Regions from separate parts of the Sus scrofa genome. Here region 1 is linked to region 2. The links are chromatin contacts, called in public targeted proximity ligation maps. All regions are on one chromosome and are shown on one strand. The core of a region is the stretch at or near the end of the contact, and the rest is flanking DNA. Distances in the headings are between cores, read along the strand shown. Region 1 holds the start of ANKRD33 (ankyrin repeat domain-containing protein 33). Region 2 overlaps SCN8A (sodium channel protein type 8 subunit alpha).

Region 1 (4,060 bases), core at 1,325-3,824, 230 kb after region 2:
GAGTTCCTGTTTGGCACAGTGGTTAACAAATCCGACTAGGAACCATGAGATTGCGTTGCCGTGAGCTGTGGTGTAGGTCGCAGACGCGGCTCGGATCCTGCGTTGCTGTGGCTCTGGCGTAGGCTGGTGGCTACAGCTCCAATTGGACCCCTAGCCTGGGAACCTCCATATGCCATGGGAGTGGTCCTAGAAAAGGCAAAAAAAGACAAGGGTTTATTATCTAGAATATTAACAGAAATTCCTGAAAACTCAATAAAAAAGACAGGATAGGGAGTTCCCCTGTGATGCAGTAGGTTAAAGCTCCAGAGTTGTTACTGCAGCAGCTCCAGCCACTGTTGTGATGTGGGTTCGATCCTTGGCTCAGGAAATTCCATATGTCACAAGTATGGCAAAAAAATAAATAAAATAAAGCATGGAGTTCCCACTGTGGTGCAACAGGATTGGTGGTGTTTCTGCAGCGCCAGGACATGGGTTTGATCCCCAGCCCAGCACAGTGGATTAAAGGATCTGGCATTGCCACAGCTGCAGCATAGGTCTGATCCCAGGCCTGGGAACTCCATATGCCTCAGGGAGGCCGAAAAAGAAAAAAAAAATCCTTTTATAGTTCTGTACCATCAGACTGATAAAAACTAGAAGGCTGAATAAGTTCAAGTGTTGGCAAGGATTTGAGATACTTTTACGCACTCTTGGTGGGTCACTAAAATAGGGAGCAATCTGGGAGCAGGTGGCCAATAAAAATGTATGTACCCTATGCCCTATGACCCAGCAGACTCTGAGATGCTCTCTTTTGGGTCCACAGCTAGATATATACAAGGATGGTCCCTGCAGTATTTGTAGTGGCATGAAGTTGGAGGCAGCATAGGGGTCCACCTTTGGAAGAGCAGATAAGTCAGATGTGATGGATGCACACTATGGCATCCTATGCAGCAGGAATAAGAGGGAAGAAAGAAAGGTTAAAAGGGACACACCATACCTTTTATCAAGAGAGCAAAGATTTTCCAAGGAGCCTCCCCCATCAGACTGCTGCTTGCATTTCATTGGCCAAAACTGTGTTAACTGGTCACACCTGACCAAAAGGTGACCAGAGAGAAGAGGGTTATGGATAGGGAGTGTATCATTTAATCAGAGATGTCTGACCCATCATCTCGTAGATTTCTTCCAACTGCTGCATAGAGTCCACAGTGTCCCTTCACCACATTTTACTGTGATGGCTAGAGGTACAGCAGCTATATTGTGACCATGAGGAAAAGCCAAGAGACTCCCAGAGAAGGCCCTGACATCATCGAGTTACTCAGTCAACACCAACAGCTTCTTATCTTTGAACTTTTTATCTTGTATGAAGAATAAACCTCTACTTGTTTAAGCCACACATGTCAGTTAGGGTTTAATTACTGGTAACAGAAATAAATCTGGCTAGTTTAAATAAAGAAGCAGGCTCTAGGTCTGGGAACAACTCCCAGCTTTGAGAGGCACATGACCTCTGCCTGTGATCCAGAAAACAAGTCACTACTACAGGAAGCTGACGAATCAGGAAACTGCTCACTAGACCCCCCCAACCGTATCTGTCACAATTTGTGACAGCAAAACGGATGTCCCATGCTACTTAGCTCTATTCCAAATTTGTGTCTTACACAAAAGCAGAACTTAAATCACAGATTCCTAGCTCACAAGAATCTGGGAAGTGTCATTATACCTTTCCAGCTTTTACAGTTTTGGAAGCAGGTTGAGCAGCCAGCCTATGGCAGCAACCACACCCCTGAGGTCAGTTTTTGGTTACAACACCTGACTGATACACTGCATAAAAAGCAGCAAGGACCAACCCCCAAAACAGCACTGAGTGAAAAGAACGAACACAATAAGCTCTGTAGCACAATCTAAGGTGTGAGTTAAAATAAAACAAACCACCACTACTTTTTTCAATGAAATGTATGTTGTCACGAATATATGTGTCATCGAGTTCCCATTGTGGATCAGTGGAAATCATGACTAGGAACCATGAGGACGCATGTTCCATCCCTGGCCTCGCTCAGTGGGTTAAGGATCCGGTGTTGCCATGAGCTGTGGTGTAGGTTGCAGACGCAGCTCCGATCCCATGTTGCTGTGGCTCTGGTGTAGGCCGGCGGCTACAGCTCCGATTACACCCCTAGCCTGGGAACCTCCATATGCCACTGGAGCGGTCCTAGAAATGGCAAAAAGACAAAAAAAAAAAAAAAAAAAAAGGTAATTTAACTTAAAGAATAATTTAATAATAATTTTATTAATTTAATAAATAATGGGAGTTCCTGTCATGGCTCAGTGGTTAACTAATCCGACCAGGAACCATGAGGTTGCAGGTTTGATCCCTGGCCTTGCTCAGTGGGTTAACGATCTGGCGTTGCCGTGAGCTGTGGTGTGGGCCAGCAGCTACAGCTCTGATTAGACCCCTAGCCTGGGAACCTCCATATGCCGCAGGTGCGGCCCTAGAAAAGACAAAAAAATAAAATAAAACCTTCCATTAAAATAAATAAATAAATAAATAAATAATGAAAACCATAGTTTGATTTGAATAATCAAAATAATTCATTTACATGTGAATATAATTTAAATATTTTATATTTAATGTACCACATCAAACTAATCCATTAAACTGAATATATCATAATTTCTGTACCCTAATTAAGCAATTCTTTATGCTTTAATTTCCCCAGAATCTAAAAAAATAGATCCAGGTGACCCCTGGGGCCCCTATGCCCGTCCCAGTCACCCTCTTTAGAGAGGTGTGTGACTTACAGCCTCTCCCACCCCTACCCCCCCTGCCAAGCCCGGCTCCACTCTTCAAAGCGTGGGTTTGGAGCTGGTCTCCGAAGGGGGCCGAAGGTGTGAGTTTGCAGGAGAGGCGGATCTTACTCTCAGAGCCCCCTCCTCGGGGGAGGAGCCACTCGGACTCGGGCCCCGCCCACTCTAGGCAGGCTCGTGGGGCGGGGCTCTGTCGGCTTGGGGAGGGGAGAGCACCTGCCCCGCCCTGCACCTCATCCCTAACTAACCCGGCTTGATCCAGCTCAGCCCCGAGGTGTTTGAGGCAGCTCTTTCCGTTAAGTCGAGCCATCTGTTACCTGCGTTGCTTCCTGGGGGGGAGAGTCCACCTTGAGGCGCTCCAGAGACCCGGTGAGTGCTCTCAGGAGTCTGGGGCTTACTGTGAGTCCCAGCAATGGCTACCTCCTAGGGAGCCTCCAAACCCCAGGTAAGGTCCCCTGGGAAAAAGGGAACTGCCGCTCTCCCTGAATCTCACCAGGATCCTCACTTATAGTGACTTCTACCCTCTTAGGGCTCCTGCCACTCTGCTTCCCTGCCACCGGCATGTCCTTTCTCCAGGGTGAATGGGATGGGACACTCCAGTAGGAAAGGACTCTTCCTTGGGCCATTGGGGTGAGTCACAGATGCTGAGACATGTCCCAGGATTCAGAGGGACACCATTCCCCTCATTCTGTGTTATAGATGCCAGCTGCATTGAAGGGGGGAAACCCGCCTTCTTGCCCCCAGCATGGAAGAGGAGGAGCTGCCATTGCCGAGGGGAGGGCTGGACGTGTCTGATGCCTCTATCCCAGGCTGCACGCTGGGGGCCCTGTACTGGGCCTGTGTCCGAAATGACTCTGCCCAGCTCCAAGCCATCCTGGATGATGGGGTCTCCCCAGAGGAGGCCACCCAGGTGGACGGCAATGGGAGGGTGAGTCACCCCACTCGTCCTGGGAATTTCAGGATGGCATCCACTGCCTGGGTCCTCAGGAGGAAGGGAGAGAGTGGGTCTTCACAGGAACTGGGACATCCCTGGGTCAGATGTGGATTTAAAGGGCCCAGGGCCCCCAAGAAGCTCCAGGAGGGAAGCACGGGGGCTGAGCTGCCCCTCCCCCAGACAGGCCTCATGGTCGCATGCTACCATGGCTTCCGGAGTGTCGTGGCTCTGCTCAGCCGCTGTCCTTTCCTGGATGTGAACCAGCAGGACAAAGAGGGGGACACAGCCCTCATGCTGGCTGCCCAAGCAGGTAAGAGGCTGCTGACCCCACCCTCTACCCGCCAGACCAAG
Region 2 (3,926 bases), core at 973-3,472:
ACGTCGTTATGGCTGTGGTGTAGGCCAGCAGCTACAGCTCTGATTCGACCCCTAGCCTGGGAATCTCTATATGGCTGCATTTGACCCCTGGCCTGGGAACCTCCATATGAATGATCGTCACCTACCTCTAGTTGTATATGTCACTATACAAAGATATTCCATTGGTATTGACTATATTCCCCACCTTGTACATCGCATAAGAGTGACTCATATATTTTGCAGCTGGAAGTTTGTACCTGTCAATCTCCCTCACGGATTTCTTTCCTCCCTCCACCCCCTCCCCTCTGGCAACCCCCTGTTTGTTCTCTGTATCTATAATTCTGTTTCTGTTTTTATTGTATTTACTCATTTGTTTTGTGTTTTAGATTCCACATGTAAGTGAAATCATACAGCATTTGTCTTTCTCTGGACTTATTTCAGTTGGCACAGTACCCTCTAGGTCCATTCATGTTGTTGCAGACGGCAAGATTTCATTCTTTTTTATGATTGAGTGATATTCCATTGCATACCACATCTTTATATGTCTTTATCCATTCATCTATTGAGAGGCACTTAAGCTGCCTCTTTATTTTTAAGTGTGCTGTTCAGTGGCATTAAGTACATTCACATTGGTGTGTAACCCTCACTACCATCCCTCTCCGTTTCCTAGAACTGAGACCCCGTACCCTTTGAACAATAATGCCCCATTCTTCCTTTCCTCCAGCTCTTGGTAATTACATTCTACTTTCTGTCTATGAATTTGACTACCCTAGGTGCCTTGTATAAAAGGAAACGTGGTATTTGTCCTTTTGTGACTAGCTTATTTCACTTGGCATAAGGGTTCAAGCTTCATCCAAGTAGCTTGTGTCAGAATTTCCTTTTTAAGGCTGAACAAAATATTCCATTGTATGTATATGCTACGTTTTCTTTATCCATTCACTGTCAGTGGGCCCTTGGGTTGCTTCCACTTTTTGGCTCCTGTGAATAATGCTGCTATGGTAGTTTATTCCTTTAAAAATGGCAACAAATAATGCTTCCTTCATAGGATCACGGTGGCTGTGTGGAAAGACTTCTTGCAGAGTGCCGGGCATTGGCACATGATAAGTGGCACTTCCTTTCCTCACCTTTTTTTTTTTTTTAATGTCAGCTTCTTCACTTTTGTTCCTTTTATGTCTCCTTCCTAGTGCTTGTAATCAGTTCAAAGCAGGGGCTAGTGGATTTTTATCCTGCCAGTTGAAGTCCATTCTAGGACTGATACTTGCAATCACCATTCTCTGAACTCTTTCTGTTACTTCAAGGTTACTCAGTCTCTGGAAACTTGAGTTGATTTTAAGATTGCCTTAAGTGCTCAGGTTCTCCTCAGTGGTTCTGAGAGTCCTTCACCAAGCTCATTGTCACCTTTCCCCCCAAGACAATTTGTTCTAAAACTTTGCTAGTGGCAGCTTGCCATGCCCAGGATCCTGAGGTCCCTTCATCAAGGGTTTTGATTCATTTGTCATTCAAAAGACTGTTGATATCCTGAGGGTGAGTTTAAGATACACTTGGTGAATTTCATTGCTTTGTTGCTTTGACTCCTGCCTTTAGACACTCAGGCTCCCTCCCTGTGTGGGAAGGAATATTTTTGGCTGGCCCTTTTCTGTCTATACTGTGCCATCTGTCACAGGGGTCATCGCTCAGAGGCTAGCTTCCTCCCTGCTGGGAGCAGGTGGTCAAAACCAAGGGCTATTGACAGGGTCAGGTTGGGGCAGCTTACCAGTACACCCCCAAAGCTGTGCTCATAGTTGTTCTCTTCAGAGGAATACGAGGTCTTACTTCGGGGTCTTTTTTGCATTAAATAGAAAGAGATGCAGATGTGATCCTAAACTGTTAGTTAGTTCCTATGGTCCAGCCACTGATCCCCTGTCCTGTCTATACTCCTACCTCTGTCTACCTCAGCTGGTTCTGGGCTCTAAGATTACTACTGGAATCAACCTACAGCGTACAAAGAGGGTGACATCCATGAAAATTATGGACGATTTAATTACTCAAGCCGATTCATATCTAGGATGCGAGAGGAGACATCCTGATACTTGTTCAGACAAAATAAAATACCCTGAAATCTTTTAGTGCTCTCAGGTGGTAAAGACCTTGGTTTTAAGGTCTTAATTTAAAGAGATTGTGCTTCCAACCACTCAGGATTCTGGGCCTGACTCACAGGAGCGCCAGCCGGGTGCTGAGTCACTTAGCCAGCTTCATTCATTGATCATGTGCTCCTGCACAGCTTGGTTGCAAGGTGGGAGAGAATTACTATTTTCAAATGTTCCTTCCTGAGGTAGCATGGTCCAGAAGTGAACCAAGAGACAGGGCGCTGGAGTTCTATTCTGGGCCCAGCTATGCAAGATCCACCCTTCTCCCCACCCCTCCCCCCGTGTTAACATGGAAGGATCAGGGACATAAAACCAGCAAGACAGAGAAGAATACAAGAGTTTTTTACGAAATGGTTTCCCCAGTGGGGTTGAGGCAATACTGCCCCCCAGCCCGTGACTCCTGGTCGCCCAGGCTTTGTCCCCACCCTTGCTCAAGTCATTTCCAATAGCCCTCACTTGTAAGATAGTGAGGAATTTCTCCTTCAAGATAAAGCCCGACATGCATAGCCTTTGTTCTTTTTCAAACTGGTCTTGTCTCCTTCCCATAGGCCTAGCTGCATTGTGCTTGGGTACATTCAGCTGGTTTTTAAAAGTACAAATGATTTCTCTGTTAAGTGGGGAATTATTTTAGGACAATTTACAGAGTGAGTTAGTCCTCGGCATGTGGCCTTAGGTTACTGAGTCAGCTTGACCCAGTGTAGGGTGTGGCTGGATTCCTTGGCCTTTCCCCACTTCCCCTCTAGGTCTGCTGTTTGCATAATTCTCTTCTCTCCTGCTGGTGTACTCCTAGGTCTAACCTTGACCCGAGACAGAATTATACTTTCACCTGTTCTGATCCCCAGAGAAGTAAAACCTTTTCTACCTAGGCCTCAGGTACTGTCTATTCCTTGGCATCCTAACCTCAGTATTGTGGTATCTCTGAACTTTGCCCATAGAATTCTGGTGTTTTTTGTTTGTTTGTTTGTTTGTTTGTTTGTTTGTTTGTTTTGTCTGTACCTGCAACATGTGGAAATTCCCAGGCCAGGGATTGAACCTGAGCCACAGCAGTGACAATGCTGAATCCTTAATCCCCTACCCATCAGGCAACTCCGGAATTCTTGTATTTTTAATACAAGAATTTAAGTGTACAGGAAAGTATAGAGAATATTACAATATTTACTTCAGGCCTTTTTTTGAATGTAAGAAATTATCATGGGTTCCCGTGAAACCCAAGAGTATCCTGTGTACCCTCCCCCTGCCTCTTTTGAACCATCTCCTTGGTCCCAGGCCCACTGCCGAGAGCTTGGCCTCCCCTCCCCGGAGGAGGTCTGCCTCCCACCACCCATGTTTGTTATTTGTTTCCTCAAGTGCTTTCACAGCTTCCCTCCCGACCCCTCACCGTGACCTTGGGCAAATTGCTTGTGTTACCTCTGCGAACTTTATATTTCTCTTCTGTGAAATGAGAATAATAGCAGCACCCACCTTCTCCAGGTTATTTTGAGACTCAAACGTGGTGATGTATGTGGTAGTAAAGCTCCGTGCGTCGGTCATCTGTGTAGAAAACCCACAGCTACGTTTTCAAGGCTGCAGGAGAGGGCGCCTGGGGAGGGGAGGCTGCCAAGGGGCATGGACGTCAGAATCCCCAGGGGCTTTTTCAGACTTAACATATCTGCCTTATACGTGTATGCGTGTACACAAATAACAGAAAGCCTTCGAAGGTAAAGGACAAGGGGAAATCAGCTCTCTGTTCCCAACTACAGTTTTTAAGGTTCTTGGCTCTTTTCTGACCTTTCTCCCACACTGTTTTGCACTGGAATGTCTATTAAAAAAATCAACTTCTCT

The links.
Region 1: a targeted proximity ligation map of alveolar macrophages shows a contact between it and region 2. A contact is called at or near these places in 9 of 47 Hi-C or Micro-C datasets (embryonic fibroblasts, fetal skeletal muscle, heart right ventricle and 4 more) and 1 of 2 datasets of targeted methods (alveolar macrophages).

What each region holds. Positions count from the first base shown.
Region 1 is chr5:17,244,766-17,248,825 of Sscrofa11.1, forward strand. It overlaps ANKRD33 (ankyrin repeat domain-containing protein 33), which reads left to right and starts at 2,575. Exons shown (of 5, transcript XM_021091670.1): 1 at 2,575-3,144; 2 at 3,475-4,019. The coding sequence starts at 3,521.
Region 2 is chr5:17,012,914-17,016,839 of Sscrofa11.1, forward strand. All of the region lies in intron 1 of SCN8A (sodium channel protein type 8 subunit alpha), which reads left to right. Among named protein-coding and RNA genes, the nearest start is that of SCN8A, 37 kb to the left of the region's middle.